Regions from separate parts of the Mus musculus genome. Here region 1 is linked to region 2. The links are chromatin contacts, called in public HiChIP or PLAC-seq maps. All regions are on one chromosome and are shown on one strand. The core of a region is the stretch at or near the end of the contact, and the rest is flanking DNA. Distances in the headings are between cores, read along the strand shown.

The links. HiChIP or PLAC-seq counts read pairs in DNA pulled down with a chosen protein or histone mark.
Region 1: a contact with region 2 is called in an H3K27ac HiChIP or PLAC-seq map of large pre-B cells, with 2.2 times the contacts expected there. The contact joins two enhancer-like sites. A contact is called at or near these places in 4 of 39 promoter capture datasets (3T3-L1-derived adipocytes, the C10 cell line, hippocampal neurons and 1 more), 1 of 15 datasets of contacts at CTCF or cohesin (CD8 T cells), 1 of 484 Hi-C or Micro-C datasets (bone marrow-derived macrophages), 3 of 115 datasets of contacts at active chromatin or transcription factors (embryonic stem cells and large pre-B cells) and 3 of 9 other capture datasets (adipose tissue, liver and pancreatic islet).

Annotation. Positions count from the first base shown.
Region 1 is chr2:119,807,713-119,811,444 of GRCm38.p6, forward strand. Tyro3 (TYRO3 protein tyrosine kinase 3) reads left to right here. Exons shown (of 19, transcript NM_019392.2): 7 at 123-300; 8 at 1,021-1,166; 9 at 1,691-1,835; 10 at 2,193-2,322; 11 at 2,405-2,505; 12 at 2,766-2,861; 13 at 3,149-3,229. Among named protein-coding and RNA genes, the nearest start is that of Tyro3, 10 kb to the left of the region's middle. Within about 2 kb of position 1,364, at least 39 of the 459 cell types and tissues checked have an H3K27ac peak or open chromatin away from gene starts, as enhancers often do.
Region 2 is chr2:119,697,278-119,701,413 of GRCm38.p6, forward strand. It overlaps Rtf1 (RTF1, Paf1/RNA polymerase II complex component), which reads left to right. Exons shown (of 18, transcript NM_030112.2): 3 at 3,841-3,988. Among named protein-coding and RNA genes, the nearest start is that of Rtf1, 24 kb to the left of the region's middle. Within about 2 kb of position 1,359, at least 35 of the 459 cell types and tissues checked have an H3K27ac peak or open chromatin away from gene starts, as enhancers often do.

The sequences.
Region 1 (3,732 bases), core at 114-2,613, 110 kb after region 2:
AATCTCCCATGCTATACCTATCCTGCCTTCCATCTCATCTCAGAGACCTGACTCCTTATCTGAGCTCACTGGGTTTGTCCTTTTCTGGTTTTTGTCTTTTGCTTCTGTTTTGTTTTCTGAAGGTGGCACACGCCCCAGGAGAATGGGAGGCCCTTGCTGTTGTGGTTCCTGTGCCACCTTTTACCTGCCTGCTTCGGAACTTGGCCCCTGCCACCAACTACAGCCTTAGGGTGCGCTGTGCCAATGCCTTGGGCCCTTCTCCCTACGGCGACTGGGTGCCCTTTCAGACAAAGGGCCTAGGTAAGAAACTCAGCAGGAGGGGCAGGGCTGGAGAGGGAAGGCATCACTCATTCAGTGAGCGCTTATTGAGCACCTACTACATGTTACTGCATACCATGTTGTATCTAGTTCTTATAGAAGGACCAGATAGATAAGCAAACTGGGAAAGACAGGAGAGTATAAGAATACTTCAGGGTGCCCAAGCAAAATGCCCTAAAGTGGGCTAGAATACAGCTCATTGGTTGATTCCTTGGCTAGAGGTTCAATCTCCAGTACCCCTGAAAAGGGAAAGATCCTGCTAGGGTGGCCAGCCTTCTGACATTGTGAATAAGTGGGCTCTGGGTTGGAAAGGCCTGGGTGACAGAGGCATGAGTAGGCCTGCAGGATAAGAAGACATATAAATATTTTGTGGGAAAGTGCAGCAAGGTAAGGACACAGCAAGTCAAAAGAACACTGCCCAGGAATTGATTGTCGTTCTCTGCTTGTTAAATGAGGCTGGGTGGGGGGAGGGCAAAGCAGTACCAGGGTGATGAAGAGTCACAGCTATAGTGATGTGGGGGCTGGGCTGTTTCTGTCCTGCCCAGGCTTCCCTCCCCAACACAGGGGGTGTTAGCAGTTGCAGCTGGGAGGCCAGCCCTTTCCTCACCCTCTGCTTTCTGAGCTCTTCAGCTCTTGGTTTGTGTGGGATAATGATGGTAGGGAAGGCAGGGACTCCTAAGAGCTTTCTTTCTTTGGGTACAGCGCCAGCCAGAGCTCCTCAGAATTTCCATGCCATTCGTACCGACTCAGGCCTTATCCTGGAATGGGAAGAAGTGATTCCTGAGGACCCTGGGGAAGGCCCCCTAGGACCTTATAAGCTGTCCTGGGTCCAAGAAAATGGAACCCAGGTAAGAGAGACAGTTCCTTTTGCTCCCCCTACTGTGCTGGAGAGTCTACCCTGTACTTCTGAGACTTAGAAGAGCTTTAGAATGCTTCTGGAAAGTCTGGGGCTCCCACAGGCAGCCCCAGGGAATACCCTCCACCTCCTGGCTAGGCACACTCCCTGTCTCATTGGTTTGTCTCTCCTCTGGGATAGCCCTGTGGCCGCTTTGTATGCAAATCGGGAAGCCTAGCCCTGCCCCTGCAAGGATGGGGGCAGCAGGGGACACAGATAAGGCTTTGTCCCCAGTCCCTGCTCTCCTTCCTGTCACCCTCTTGTAGCGGTGAGGATTGTTTATGTTTCAGAGAGGCCTCTCCCCTGCAGTCCAGGGCGGGAATGTGGTGACTCCCAGGGGATTGTGTTCTGTAGCCCCTAACACTCACTGCACCCCTAAGGTTCCCTAATTCCTTAGTTGAACTTTCTTCTGGCCTCCCAACCCAGCTGGAGGCTTCCCCAGGCTGTGTGTAAGGGTGGGGCTTTTCCTGGTTACAGGATGAGCTGATGGTGGAAGGGACCAGGGCCAATCTGACCGACTGGGATCCCCAGAAGGACCTGATTTTGCGTGTGTGTGCCTCCAATGCAATTGGTGATGGGCCCTGGAGTCAGCCACTGGTGGTGTCTTCTCATGACCATGCAGGTAAGGCATGCAGGGCAGGCGTAGGGTGCAAGGCTCTCAGGGATTACACCGACTGATAGGAGGAGGCTGGTCACACACACACACACACACACACACACACACACACACACACACACATGACTGGTGTTTCTGTCTTGGTTTTCCTCCCTTTGCTTTGGTCACACTGCAGGTGACAGCAGTGAGAGTCTGTCACTGCTCAGGTACAAGCATTTGGATCTTTGAGGTCTTTTTGATTTGACACCCTGCTTAGCATAGGAAATCTTTTGGCTAGACTAGGTGAGGTGGCCACCCTAGGACAGTTCTAAAAGGACATTTTGGTGTCAGCCTGGCTCATGACAACGCCTTTCCCTTTCCCAGGGAGGCAGGGCCCTCCCCACAGCCGCACATCCTGGGTGCCTGTGGTCCTGGGCGTGCTCACCGCCCTGATCACAGCTGCTGCCTTGGCCCTCATCCTGCTTCGGAAGAGACGCAAGGAGACGCGTTTCGGGTAAGGAAGTGGGACAGCGGCCAGTGAAGAAGGTGGTAACAGGGGGCCTTGTGATTTACCTGATGTCTGGGTTTCTCTTTAGGCAAGCCTTTGACAGTGTCATGGCCCGAGGGGAGCCAGCTGTACACTTCCGGGCAGCCCGATCTTTCAATCGAGAAAGGCCTGAACGCATTGAGGCCACATGTGAGTGCTGGAGCATCACAGAAGGGAAGAGACAGACTATCTTGTGTTCCTACCTCTTACCAACTCCTTTATCCAGCTAAAGAGCCTGAACCTTTCTAAGTCCCAGCATAGTGAAAAGGGACACCCTAACTTGCTTGGGAGAGCTTATCACCACAGTGTGGGAGATCCAGGCTCTGCTGAGGGCAGAAAGCCGGGTGGAGCTGTAGGCTGGAGTGTGGATTTGACTGCAGCCTCGCTTCCCTTTCACCTCCTCCCTGCAGTGGATAGCCTGGGCATCAGCGATGAATTGAAGGAAAAGCTGGAGGATGTCCTCATTCCAGAGCAGCAGTTCACCCTCGGTCGGATGTTGGGCAAAGGTGCGGGGGCTGTGGGGGACTAGCATGAGTTTGCCCTCTCTGCATGGCTTGTTCCAGTTGCTTCCAGGGTATGAATTTGGGTCAGCTCCTATAAACAAGATATACCTATGGATGCCTGATTTAGGGGTTTTACAAGGGATCATGAGTAGAGGCAAGGAGCCATTTCCCCACACAGACTCTTCTAAGAGCCTTAATTGATGATTTTATGACCATATGAAGAGTCACCTGAGAGGGAAGGGTGTGGGGAGCCTGAGGTGTCTCACGCTGTCCATTGATTTCTTGCTTAGGAGAGTTTGGATCAGTGCGGGAAGCCCAGCTAAAGCAGGAAGATGGCTCCTTCGTGAAAGTGGCAGTGAAGATGCTGAAAGGTGAGTTAGACAGTAGGGTTTGTTGCCAGGTAGGGAAGAGGGCAAAGGGAGGGACTGATCTGGAGCAGGCGCCACTCTGCCTGAGATTTCCCAAGAAGCTACTCAGCAGTGGCAGGGATGCTGACTGCACCACGTGAATAATTCAAAAGCATAAGCCCACGCAAAGATTCGTGCCCCAGCTTTGCTCCCTGCAGTCAGCGGTGACGGCGCTCACCGTTCACTCTTGGGTGATTGCGGCTGTGATCGGAGCTCCTGAGCTGCCAAAATCAAGGGAGAGGCCGATTTCCTAAGGGGAAGTCTGCACTGGGGAGGCTGAGGTAGGGATTGTTACAAGTTTGAGGCCAGCCTGGCCAATAGAGTGAAACCTAAAAGAAAAGTTCAAAAACTCAAGCCTGGGGTGGTGACTCCAGTGTTCGTGAGGAGTGAGGCAGAAGGATCACAAGTCTGAGGCCAGGCTGAACTGCAGAGCGAGCCCTGGATCAAACAATCAAAGGATGAAAAAG
Region 2 (4,136 bases), core at 109-2,608:
GCCTTTGCACTGACATAAGCTTGCATTTACTCTTCAGTTTCTCTGATCCTTGCAACCTTCAGGATAAAAAGTAAACAAAACACCAAAGTTCAGAAACCATGGCTTCTTAGATACCTCTCATGTGGCTGTTAGTATCTAGAATAAGAAATACAGAGCCCTCCTGTCAAACACCCAGTTCATATAAAAATCCCATAATGCTAAGGATCTTAGAGATCACCTGGACTCCTGTATTCCTCAGATAAGAAAATAGAGGCTTGCACCTTTCACAGGTAGCAACAGAGCTACCCCTTCACTACTGCCTCAGTCCCCGAACAAATCATGAAATTTAGCTCATTCCTTTACTTCGTCCTTCCTGGAGGAAAAATCAGAACATCAATTCTGACCTGTTTTTCCTCACTCCCCTTACTGTTTCACTCTGACAATGAAAGACTTCATTTGTCCTGTGTTGAGAGTCACAGGACAAGGGAATAAAGGTTTTGAAGGAACAGGTGAGCAGTCTCTAGCTTAAAGATGAATAAGATAATTCTGTATTGTTTCTCTTGCCTGTCTTCCCTTATACTTTAATAGAATCTGTATTGTGGGAGAGTAGGTATTGCACAATATTTGATATATGTGCTTAGACCAAAAACATAGGAATATCTGACTTATAGATTTTATTGTAAAATACTACAAATATGATCTACTCTCCAGAGGCCAAAAAAAAAAAATCTTGGGATGATTATTGGAACTCTTTGAGTCTCCCTGAAATTCTCAGATTTTAAGTATTTACCCATGGGTAGTAGGAATACAAACAGTTCCCTGTACTTAGGTGCTCAGAACTAAACAGAAGTCTTTGGACTCCACCGAGTGTTTGGTCATCAGGTGGACACCTTCAGCCGGAAATTTGTTTTTTAAAAAGTGTTTTCATTAATTTTTTTGTGGGCAGGCATAAGTCACAGCACACATGTTGGAGGCCAGCACAACTGTCAGAAGTTGGGTCTCTGCTCCCACTATGTAGTCATTAAGCTTGGCAGCAAGTTCCCTTACCCACTGAACATTTCACTGGCTTTAGGTACAGCATTCTAATTCCCCATAGGGTCACTGGTTGCATTAATTGGCTATTTTCCTTTGGAGGCCTGAGTCAGGCTCATGGGGGCTGGTGGGTGTGTGGTGCAGCTTTGTATCTTCTTTTGGAAATTGTTGGAAGAAAATCAACCAATACCCTTTTCACATTTAGGTTTAGCAAAAAGCTCTCTTTTAAATTGGCATTTAAGTTTTTTCTGTTTTTCTTCCATTTTAACCCTTGTCTTTTGTCCCTCCCCATAAAGCAGTGTCTTATGCAACAGTTGCTGGGCTCACACTTAGGCAGAGAAAAAGGAAGTGGAAGGACAAGAAGCCAGTGGCTTCACTAGTGTGACTCTAGGTAGTTTTTGCTCTGGTCCGTGCCCACCTCCCCAGGGAATCCAGAGTTTGGCTCTGTTGCACATTAGAAACCCACACCTGTCGGCAAAACCAGCCCTAGCCACTCTGGCTCACATGGGACCCTGATAGTGCAACCTTTTACTCTAAACCACCTCACATTTCTGTTGAGGAGTCCACAGTATTCAAACACTGTTTGGGAAAAGTGGATTGAGGCCATTTTCCTAACACAATAGATACAGAGTACTATGTGCATTTTTGTGCTATTTCTTGTAACAAGAATCAATGGAACAATATACATTACTGGTTCTAATATTGTCTGCATAAAAAATTGATGTAGTTTTAGCTCATTTAGCAAAAACTGAACATTGTGGACTGTTTTGAATTATTTTACACTGACTTGAAAATCATATTCCTTAAGGATTTAAAATTAGAAATGCCTAAAACTTCAGGTTTAAGAGAAAATTACAACTTCGTTCTAGATGATGATCTAGGTGTTGGAATGCAAATTTATGTATAACAGGCACTATTCACTCTCATAGTATTTCATAACATGCAGGTGTTTTCTTTTCATTCCTCATTAAATGGAAAAGTAAGTGGCAGTTAAAGGGACTGTGTCCCAGGTGTAAGTCAGCACTCGGGAGCAGTGACAGATTGAGTTCTACCTGGGCTCTGTAGGAAGACTTGGTCTTCAAAAACAGAGCAAGTCATCTTCAACAGTGTCTTTATCAAGATGAAGTAAGAGTGTGGGTCTTAGGGATAGCCTCTGTGGGAAACTAATAGGATGGCTACTTCTCCAGAATTACCAAAACAACAGAAACTACCCATCATAAATGTACTGCACTGGGTTTACCGTCATCCTATTAGAGTAGGAGCAAAGATGCTGTATTTTTGCTAAATAGTAGATATAGACATTTTAGGGTTTTTTGTTTGTTTGGTTGGGTGGCTTTTGGTTTTTCGAGACAGGGTTTCTCTGTATAGCCCTGGCTGTCCTGGAACTCACTTTGTAGACTAGGCTGGCCTTAAACTCAGAAATCCACCTGCCTCTGCCTCCCAAGTGCTGGCAGCCACCACTGCCCGGCTGAAATTTTAGTTTACAGATTTGAATCTTCTGTGCTGATGAAAGGGTCATCATAATTTAGTAGACATTCCTTGTAGAATGGAAATTAAAAAGTAGACTACAATTCATCATTTTGTTTTTCAGCTAAAGTCATTCTAAAACAGCAGGTTAAAATATCAGAAGACTTTTTGGATAGAATTGCAAGCATGTGCTACCTATTGTTTTAATGACCAGATTTCAGGTTCCTTAAGTTTAGAACTCCAGGACCTCATGTTTATGATTTAATGAAACACTGTTACAGCATAATCCAGTTTACTTTTAAAAAGTATGTATGGGTATTTTGCTTGCAACACTTGGACTGCAGTGGATTTCCTAAAATTAGACTCAACACATGGCTACCATGTAGATGCTGGAAGCTAAACCTCAATTCTCTGAAAGAGCAGCCAGAACTCTTAACTTTTGAGTCATCTCCAGTCTCCAGTCTTTATGATATTGCAGTCAGTAAAGCTCCTGCCGTGCTGGCATAAAAACAGGAGTCCAGGTCCCTAGCACCCACATAAAAGCCGGAGGTGCATGTCTATAACTCTACCGCTGGGGCCAATGAAGACAGACATCCCAGAGCTCCTTTCCACCAATCTCAGTGAGAGACCCTGTCTCAAACACTGAAGTGGAGATCAGTTGAGAAATAGACATTTGACATTGACCTCTGGCTTGTACATGCACAAGCTTACAAATGCTCTCACATCCACATGTACTGTGCACTACCCACAGCAAAGTAAGGAAAACAGCAGAAAGCAGGAGACACTGGAGCACAGTGTATTTGTGAGTTAGTTCTGTACTAACTAGCAGTGGGACTTGGTGCTTGTCTGTGTGACTTAATTAGGTCCTCTGCAAGAGCAAGGTGGACATAAAACTGTTGAGCTGTCTCCCCAGCAATTTCACAGGCCAGATTTTTTTTAAAAACAAGATTCAGTATTCAGACTTAACAGTCTAACTTTACTTACTGCTTCCTTGGAGTTGCCAGTGCTATTCATGCCAAAGAGTGGCTCTTGTCCTTTCTCCCTGTGTTTCTTGTTGTTTTCTCCTGCAGGAAGCTCTGTCTTCCTGAGACCCACATGAGTGCTCAGCTGTCCTAAGTACTCTAACCCAGCATGCTAGCCCTCAGCATTTGGTGCCATCTCTACCACAAAAAAATAGAAAAAACTTGTTTTCTCTTGGTTTTGTGTTTGTTTTTAAAAACACAGTCTTACTATGTGGCTCCAGACTAGCTTTAAACTCGGAATCCCCCTGCCTCCCCTTCACAAGTACTGGTATTATAAGCGTGTATCACTTCATTAAAGTGCCTAGTCCTATTTCAATTTTCCTTTTTCCCCTCCTTATAGTGGACATTTGGGAGCAATAAAAATAAGAAGAAAGGAAAAACCAGAAAAGTAGAGAAGAAAGGAGCCATGAAGAAGCAAGCCAACAAAGCTGCCTCCTCGGGCAGCTCAGACAGAGACAGCTCAGCTGAGAGCTCTGCCCCTGAGGAAGGTGAGCCCAGCATCCAGTCCAGCAGGAGTGGGGAGAAGGGGCCATGGGTCTTTAATACCAAAGGGTTGGTTAGGCTGCTGAAGTGTGACCATAGATCTCCTGTGTTAGGCTCAATTTTGAGTGTTCTCTTCTCTCTTTTCTGAGAAAT